Regions from separate parts of the Mus musculus genome. Here all the other regions are linked to region 3. The links are chromatin contacts, called in public Hi-C maps. All regions are on one chromosome and are shown on one strand. Each heading gives the region's core, a stretch centred on a gene start, on an enhancer-like site or on the middle of the called end of the contact. The rest is flanking DNA. Distances are from core to core; before and after follow the strand shown.

Region 1 (3,035 bases), core at 161-2,660, 160 kb before region 3:
CTACCTCTCTCCTTCCTCTGCTTCTTTCCTCCCTCTTCATTTTCTGATTCCTGGCCCCAAGCCTGGGAACCTCAAACCTTGACTACGTATCTTATGGCCAGCTATAGGCTGTAGGCATCTTTATTCACCAATCAGGGATAATGTGGTGGCAAGGTTACATAGCATCACTTGTGTAAGTGCAGATTCTCTCATACCTGGGGACAGCCAAGACTTGCGGTCAGTATTAAGCATTACAATACATAGCAACAGACCAAAACTCAATATACACCTTCGTATCTGGGCCACATTCATGCCATGCAATATTTTCAAGACCCATTCTTTTTTTTTTCTTTTTTTTTCCATTTTTTATTAGGTATTTAGCTCATTTACATTTCCAATGCTATACCAAAAGTCCCCCATACCCACCCACCCCCACTCCCCTACCCACCCACTCCCCCTTTTTGGCCCTGGCGTTCCCCTGTACTGGGGCATATAAAGTTTGCGTGTCCAATGGGCCTCTCTTTCCAGTGATGGCCGACTAGGCCATCTTTTGATACATATGCAGCTAGAGTCAAGAGCTCCGGGGTACTGGTTAGTTCATAATGTTGTTCCACCTATAGGGTTGCAGATCCCTTTAGCTCCTTGGGTACTTTCTCTAGCTCCTCCATTGGGAGCCCTGTGATCCATCCATTAGCTGACTGCGAGCATCCACTTCTGTGTTTGCTAGGCCCCGGCATAGTCTCACAAGAGACAGCTACATCTGGGTCCTTTCGATATCAAGACCCATTCTTAGTCCCTTTCTACTTATGGATATCTGATCTTGATGAGCCATCACTTTGGAGAAGGAAAAGAGAAAAGTAAAACAGCTGACACAAACTTCAGAGCAATAGCCGAGTAAGCAATGCATTGTGAGGAACTGACTACTGGAATTCAGATAGTGATGAGTGATAATGGCAACAGCAATGGTTTGGGGCATGAGAGAACACACTGTAAGAAGAAACCCTGAAGGAAAGAGCAGAGCTGGATTCATTAGAAAGGAAGCATCTCAAAGAGGAGGGATCTTAAGACTTGGGTTCCCTAGGAACCTGTGCCTTGTGAGCAGCAGTCTCCTGGGGCCACACGAAACCAAGGTGTGGACAGAAGAAGGAAAGGAGCACTAGGACTCACCCACACACTGCTCTGTGAATGTGAACATAAACTCAGGCGAGCCGAACAAGAGCTGAGTTCTGTCTGACCCCTCGATGGATTAACACAGCAGTTGACACATCTATAAGTTTTGTTTTACAGATCTATTGTTCATCCATTCTCTTTACTCTTTATTAGCAACACCGAAAAAGGAGCCAAAACAGCAAGGGGCTCCAAATGCCTGTACCTTATGGCTGGCTGTTGATCAAAGGCTCTCTACAATAAATGACTCAGGGAATGATGTCAAGAAACAGTAAATCAAAGCCATGGTGAGTCATCTCCTGTGGGTTGGATAGAGTGTACTAGAGACTTGGTGTCAGGTCACGAAGAAGTCGTTCTGGATTAGCGTGTTAGTTCTTACACCATACAAGGGAATTACATTTTGAGGCCTTGGAGCTTCATGGGTGTGAGTTTTTAATCAATTGGAAGGGATTCAGAAAGTACTTTTTAGGCACCAGAGACAGTGTGCCAAAGTTTACTAATTTCTCAGAGATACTCTTCTGCAATGGACTTGTCACTTTAAATTGGCTGGCTTTGTCTGTAGGCATGATTTTTTCTCCCTGCTAAGCAAAAGGCATACTTATTCTCTTACATTTTTAAAGCCTTATGTCACCATTCCATTTAAACATTTCTTTCACCACATTCCCTTTCTATTATTATTTTTGTAATATTATATGCATCCTTGAAAGCCATGTCAAATCCCACCCCTGACCCAAGGAACTCATAGACTGGAATTCAGTAGGAGCTCCTCTTCATTGTCTTAAGGCTCTGCAGTTTGGATCGTAAATGAATCCTGAAGGCCAGTGTTTGGAAAGCATTGTCCCCAGCTCAGACTCACTTGGGAGTGGCAGAACTTCTAGGGGGTGGATCCTAATGGGAAGAGGTTAGTGTTGATGGAAACAAGGTTGGGCTTCTGGCTTCTCTTCTTTTTCTTTTACTTCCACGTATGAATACTTTTTCCATCCTGTGTTCCTGCCATAATTCTGCATCAAAAGCACAAAAGCAGTGGGCCAAGTTAGGAGGCAAGGACTGGAGGGAAGGCCCAGATAACCTGCGTATCAGATATTACATTGCAATTCATAACAGTAGCTAAATTGCTGTTATGAAGTTAACAACAGAAATAATTTTATGGTTGGGGTCACCACACACATGAAACGATGTTAAAGGTTCGCAACATTAGGAAGGTTGAGAATTGCTGTCCTAAAAATCTCTCAGGTAATTGATACTCTCCTGTGGAGTTCTTAAGAATTGTATCTAAGCCACACAGTACTGAAGTTAGTCCCGGGAGCATCTAGATCTTTCCTAGCCATGTTGTCTAACCTCAGGATCTGTTGTGAGAGTTGGTCATGGATCATTCAGATAAACTCCACACCCTCCCAACTCCAGTTCCTCCGAAGTTTCTGATTCTCAGTGCAGGTGTACAGAGTATAAACACTTGTCTCACTGTGGTGAAGCAGGACTGAGAAATCAGGGTCCCTTTCTTAGAAATGCTCCAGTGGAGAAGGTGAAATTTCATTGCATTTTAGAAGGACAGTCTTTCCCAGCACAAAGGTATGTATTTGCCCCTGAGGAACAGAGGCAATAAGAGAAAAATGCAGGAGACAGATGATGTAAGAGAATGGGAAGGGAACAAAAGAAAAGGGACATGGGTATTGTCCCAAAGGGACAAAGGACTGACTATGAATGAAGGCCTTCAGGATTCATTTATGATCCAAACTGCAGAGCCCTAAGACAATGAAGAGGAGCTCCTACTGAATTCTAGTCTATGAGTTCCTTGGGTTGGGGATGGGATTTGAGATGGCTTACAAGGATGCATATAATATTACAAAAATAATAATAGAAAGGAAATGTGGTGAAAGAAATGTTTATGT
Region 2 (2,913 bases), core at 98-2,597, 140 kb after region 3:
TTGGGTTTTCTTTATTGACTCTACTTCTACTTTCAGGTTTTGAACTGTTCTGTTCATTTCCTTCGACTGTGTTTGCTTAGAAGGACTTATTCATTTCCTCTTTAAGGACCTCAGCCACATTCATAAAGGGCTGTTTTAACATATTTGTCTTGTTATTCAGTTAGGTTGCAGCTCTCAGGGCCTGCTGCGGGAAGATTGTGTCCTCTAGTGGAGACTTAATATCCTGACTGTTAATAGTTGAGTTCTTATGCTGGTGTCTCAGTGTCTGGCCTTGGGAAGATGGTAATTCTAGGTGCTAATATATAGTCTTGACTTTCTTGGGTAGGTGGGGTTTTTATTCTTGATTTTTATTGCCCTCTCTGGTTCTTAAAAGGCTGTGGTGGCTATGTGTTACCTGGCAGGTAATTCCTCTGGGATCCTGACAAGTGTGTCTGCTGGGGCTTCTGGTTAAAACATGTTTCTAAAATACCTTTAAGCATCTCACTTTGCCTTTTCTCATCTAATCCTTCTTGTAAGTAATGTTGACGTCCTTTTTAATTGGGTCTGGATTCATATGTTCTGAGCATGTCAGATCCAGCTAAGTCTCCTTTTTCTTCTCTCTATTTGAAAGTGTATTTTAATGCACTGCCTCACCCCCTTTTCTTTTCTTACAGAAAAAAAATCAAAGGAAATAAAAATGTAATGAGATAGAAAAATAAAACCATGTTTCTAAATATTCAAGTTAACATTGAGAAATAAGAATGGGCAGGGAGGTGCCGTTCTGGGTTGGGGGAGGTCCACAGGTGAGATAAAAAGCAGGATTTCCATCATGATCTGCTCAGTTTCCTAGAAATGGGAACAGAGAGTGAGGAGAGGCCATAGCAGGGGGCTACCCCAAAGCTGGGGGTGATGGTTAGGGGCTAGATTTGAAGGAGAGGGGAAGCTCTGCAGTACAAAAACAAATTTGTTTAGAAATATAAAATTGTATTCTGATGACAAGGGGAGACATCTGGGCCCAAGCAATAATTCAGGAGAAAAATCTCCCACAGTCACATTGACATACGCAGACAGAGCACTCTCTGTGCCATCTGATTTCTTGCCACTGCAGAGTCTACATAATCTGCTGAGATGCTTTCATTTCCCTAGGAGCAGTATACTTGGAGGTTAGAACCTTTAGCACTAAAGCAGCTTGCTATAACAAGGTGCATCTGTCAACAGTGAGATCCTTACCCAAGACTGTGTGGCTCTCTATAGTAATAGGCAATTTTCCTTTCAGAGAGAAAATGTAAACTGTCAGATGGCAGAAGTGCTGTGGAGATGGCAGAGAAGTGCAGAGATGCTGGGCTCGGCAAGCAGTTCACAGATGCCAGTCTCCGTGGGTGGTGAGATAACGTGCCAGAAAAACTCATACACATATGTACTACTTTACAGCAGAAAAGGCAGCTCAGGGAATCAGGCTAAAATTCTGCCAGCTTTGCTATATTGGATAGTTTTTTCTAAATATGTTTCCAAAAATAAATTAGTCAGGATTGACTTAGATCATTCAAAATGGAAATAATAAGTATAAACAACCACTACCAGTTCTAAAATGGAGGGAAAAAAAGGTAGAAATAAGAAAAGTTTTCTCCATTGGATTGTCAGCCTATGACATAGTGAATATAAGCCACAATAAAATTAACAACAACAAACCATGAAGCAGAGTTTTAAACATGTGAGGTGAGATATGGAAGCAACGCAAAAGGACATGGAACTATAGAGTCAGAGATCCCAGTGAGCCAATACCAAAGCAGAACGCGACAGGAGGAGTCATCCTGAGAATAGAACAGGCACACTGCCTTCAACAGAGCGATGGATGGCCCACAGAGCATGAATGAGAAAGGCAGAGGATAATATGTAATAGGAAAGAATATAAAGCATCTCAGGAAAATATGGTATATATGGATGACGGACAAGAACATCTGTGTGCATCTCAGGAAAATATGGTATATATGGATGACGGACAAGAACATCTGTGTACCTCTGAGTTCTCTAGTTTAGCAAATGGAAGACGAAAAATCTAATATATGAATTAAGAAAACATTCCTTATTTATGTGCCTTAACATCTATGCTTTTTAACAATGTTGTCTGGCTCAGACAAATAGAACAATGGAATGAACATAAAGCCACGTGTATTATTGGGCTTGCATACTAGGAGACTTTTGTTTGTTTGTTTGTTTGTTTGTTTGTTTGGAAGGAAGGAAGGAAGGAAGGAAGGAAGGAAGGAAAAACAAAATCTAAAATGAACAAACCACCACCGATCAGGTTATCTTAGAATAATCCAACACAATTTAAGCTTACTTTGTGATAGTTCATGAGTCCAAGAACTAAGTATGATCATGATGCAGGCATGGTTGTCTTCTGTGAGGGATTTCTTCCTTGGTTGCAGAAAGCCACCCTCTTACTGTGTCCTCCTTCATAAGGGAAAAAGGGAGTCACCTTTAGTGTCTGCAGACATCAGTCCCATTCTGTGGCCCCACTCTTGTGACAGCTTCTAAGTTTGTGACATCTCAAATGGCCCAGCATTAAGTAACACCACTGGTTAAACCTGCAGCAGTCAGTCCGTAACAGTTAACCCTCTGGGATGGAAATTCCGTCAGACTCACACCTGCTTCTGAGCACACTCAGAGAAGGAAAATACTAAGTCTTGAATGCACCAAAAAAGTATGGAAAACCTTCCAAATTATTTATCTAGCATAATTTCATTCACATACAAATGTTATAACATTACAACCTTAGATCAGATTTCAGTATTGCAATTCTCAACTATTTTGTATTAAGCACTATAAGATAAAACAGCGCAACCTGAGTAGACCCAAGAGTGACTGGAGAAATCAAAGTAAAAGATCAGCAGTCACCCAGAGTTTGTTTAACTGTAGAACTGACTGACACTAAAA
Region 3 (2,700 bases), core at 42-2,541:
TTCTATACTTCTTATGACCTATAATTAGGGTGTGTGACTTTCAGTGGCCACGGGACTGAAAATCCATTTCCCAATAAAGGAGTAATTATTACTACGTGGGGGAGTACTTGTCTTTTAAAAATAGGTTAAGTATAACTTTTTTTTTTCGAGACACCTAATCTAAATCGAATCATTGTTTTGTATCCTTCAGAGACATTCTGAGAACTAATGTGGCCATCCTTATTTTATAAATTAAAAAAGAAAGAAAGAAAAGAAAACAACAAGAAGAGTGATCCAATGCAGCGAGGTGACTTGTGCAGCTCTGAGAGACACGGTGGTTAAGACAAGCCTGGCTTCCTGGCTTTCAAGTCTCTACTGCCCCCTTTAAAATCTGAAGGAAAAGAGACTTGTAGCAAACCTCTGGAAAGACTGCTGGTGAATGAAGAGTTTGCAGGGTAAGGTTGAAACAGCCCTCTAGCGTGACTGAAAGTCCTGCATGTCCTCTTTCAGCCTTCGGGCTTCACTCCTGAGGAACATTTCCCGAGGCATGGTCTCCCTGCTCTCTCGAAATCTCGAATGGTGCAAGAACTAAAGGCGAAGAATTTTGAAGTCAACTAATTGGACAAAGAAAGACTGTTTTACGACCCACTGCTGTTCTCTACGTTCTTCCCGAGGGACAGTTTTGCCAGTGTTCCGCTGGGACACCTGGGCTTGTGATCTGAAGGCGCAGGGTTCCAGGGACACCTGTTAAGGGCTTTGCTGCTCCCGTCCCCCAGGCACTGGACTCGTGTTAACCACAGTTCCTGTGCCTGCGCTGTGTGGCAGGGCGCGCTGGCTGTTTGTCCTTGGGATCCAGCTTCTGCGAGGAGTTCGTTCTCCTCCTTGGTTTTTACACAAGGAAACTCCTAGCCCAGAGTGGGATTCTGCCCCTCCACCCCAAGTGTGGAACCTCTCTCCAGCCCACACCCGCAAGCCTGAGGTGTCTGTCGCTGTTCACATAGCCAGGGACCACAGCTCCCTCCCTGCATCGGGGTTCGCCACTGCCCTGCACTTTTCTCTGCAGATTAGGTGAACTCCTAAGTGGAGTGAATAGCAGCTGCAGGGAGTGGTGGCGAGGAACGATGAGGCGCTACGCTGCATAGCGTGCAACTAAGGTTGGAGGACACTAATCTCCAGTCTCTGACTACGGGGAACTTATCTGCCTCACTCCCTCGCTCCGCAGTTCCCCTACCTGTGTCCTTTCCTTCCAGGGCGGCGTTTCTCTCCACTTCTATCTCCGATCCTCCTCCCTCCCCACCCACTCCTACCCGGGGCTCTGAGCTGTGCAGTGCGGGGTCCCTGATCGAGTGGCTTTAGAGGTCCACCGAGAAGCCGAGCAGGCACAGCATTGCAGCTGTTCCGCTTTGCCGCTCCTGCTTCTGATCTCACTTGCTGGCTCACACCAAATCGGACCTGCTTTGGGTGCCTCCCAGGACTGTCTCCAGACTGGCTGTTTAGATAATCCCTTGCTTGAAATTCCTGGATTCCTCATCTGAGAAGGAACGCGCAAGAGTCAATACAGTAAGTAAGTTCAAACTCCAGTTCTCCTTCTGAGATCATGAACAGCCCTAGAGGAGCCCCGGGTCCTGTCAGGGGTAAGAGGGCATGGGGATGTGTTCCGAAGGGGAGCCGCCCACCCCTCCAGGCATTAAGTGGAACACTGGAACTAGGTGGGCTAGTACCACTTCGCTTTTCTTCTTTTGCTGGACTTTTTCTTTTCTGCTGAAGGTTATAGACTGTTCCTTGATTGAGCGCTACAGTATGAGACAGTAAGATATGACTTTGCCCCCTCTTTAAAACTCAAGCACTTTCTGAAGTGCAAGATCATGTAGGGTTTTCTAAGGCTGTTCAAAAATAGAGATTTATTTAGGCTTCCATTCATTTCCCCAAGATGGGGTCACCTACTAGTAGAAGTCTGTGGTTGTGTGGCATGGTGGTGGTGGTGGTGGGGCAGTAATATTTAAATGTCATTCTTAGTAGAGACTAGTCATTAAAATCCCAGTGTCATTTAAGAGACTACACTACTGTCAAAGACAGGAAGCACAAATACAGGAAAGAGAAGCATTCGCTGACTTTTCAGATGATCCATCCATCTCTACTTAGGCAAACAATAATGCCCTGTATGTTGCAGTGTTAAAGACCGCATCTCCCCTCACAGGAGATCCAACAGGTGCAGGCAACTATAGTTTGTAGCATGGAACTTGGGGGTTTTCCCTGGGAAAACAATACTGGAAGGAGGGCTAGACAGGGATGTCACACTTTGCCCACCTGGAGTGACTCTATCTCAGAAATAACTTGCAATTCCAGTGATTTCAGCATGTAGTTAAAGCAGGAGAAGGTTTCTGGCTTATTAAAGAAAGCACCTAGAGCGTCAGAAGGAAAAAAGCATCATTTCCCTTTCTACACTGACTGCTTCTGTAATAAACTCAGTCAAGGGGCACCTGTTCAAGAGAACAGCGCTATTCAGAGTTTTGAATTTCTTGAATAACCTGAATGTCTCATTTTGCCTTGTTTCAAGGAAAGGCTCTCCCCCTTGCCTCTTTCTGGTTTGACTGGGGGCCTCAGGAGTGTCACGCGTGGCAGTGTCTACCCTCACGTTCTCTTTCACTCTCCTACTTTTCCAGAAGTGCTGTTGTGAATGATACATTCTGTGTCCTGGGTAGTGCTTTGCCCAGCCCAGGG

Evidence for each region. A called contact is a pair of places that touch in the nucleus more often than the background predicts.
Region 1: a contact with region 3 is called in a Hi-C map of adipose-derived mesenchymal stem cells, with 2.6 times the contacts expected there. The contact joins the enhancer-like site here to the promoter of Npy2r in region 3. A contact is called at or near these places in 2 of 484 Hi-C or Micro-C datasets (adipose-derived mesenchymal stem cells and uterus), 1 of 115 datasets of contacts at active chromatin or transcription factors (embryonic stem cells) and 3 of 9 other capture datasets (adipose tissue, liver and pancreatic islet).
Region 2: a contact with region 3 is called in a Hi-C map of ventral hippocampal neurons, with 2.9 times the contacts expected there. The contact joins the enhancer-like site here to the promoter of Npy2r in region 3. A contact is called at or near these places in 1 of 39 promoter capture datasets (hippocampal neurons), 11 of 484 Hi-C or Micro-C datasets (the N1E-115 cell line, adipose-derived mesenchymal stem cells, cerebral cortex and 6 more), 3 of 115 datasets of contacts at active chromatin or transcription factors (VIP interneurons, forebrain and neural progenitor cells) and 2 of 9 other capture datasets (adipose tissue and pancreatic islet).

Annotation. Positions count from the first base shown.
Region 1 is chr3:82,706,221-82,709,255 of GRCm38.p6, reverse strand. No RefSeq gene overlaps it. Among named protein-coding and RNA genes, the nearest start is that of Gm29999, 43 kb to the right of the region's middle. Within about 2 kb of position 1,410, at least 17 of the 459 cell types and tissues checked have an H3K27ac peak or open chromatin away from gene starts, as enhancers often do. A contact at or near this core is called in adipose-derived mesenchymal stem cells, where this site is marked.
Region 2 is chr3:82,404,900-82,407,812 of GRCm38.p6, reverse strand. No RefSeq gene overlaps it. Among named protein-coding and RNA genes, the nearest start is that of Map9, 48 kb to the right of the region's middle. Within about 2 kb of position 1,347, at least 26 of the 459 cell types and tissues checked have an H3K27ac peak or open chromatin away from gene starts, as enhancers often do. A contact at or near this core is called in the N1E-115 cell line, VIP interneurons, cortical neurons and 2 more, where this site is marked.
Region 3 is chr3:82,546,676-82,549,375 of GRCm38.p6, reverse strand. Npy2r (neuropeptide Y receptor Y2) reads left to right here and starts at 1,291. Exons shown (of 2, transcript NM_008731.3): 1 at 1,291-1,539.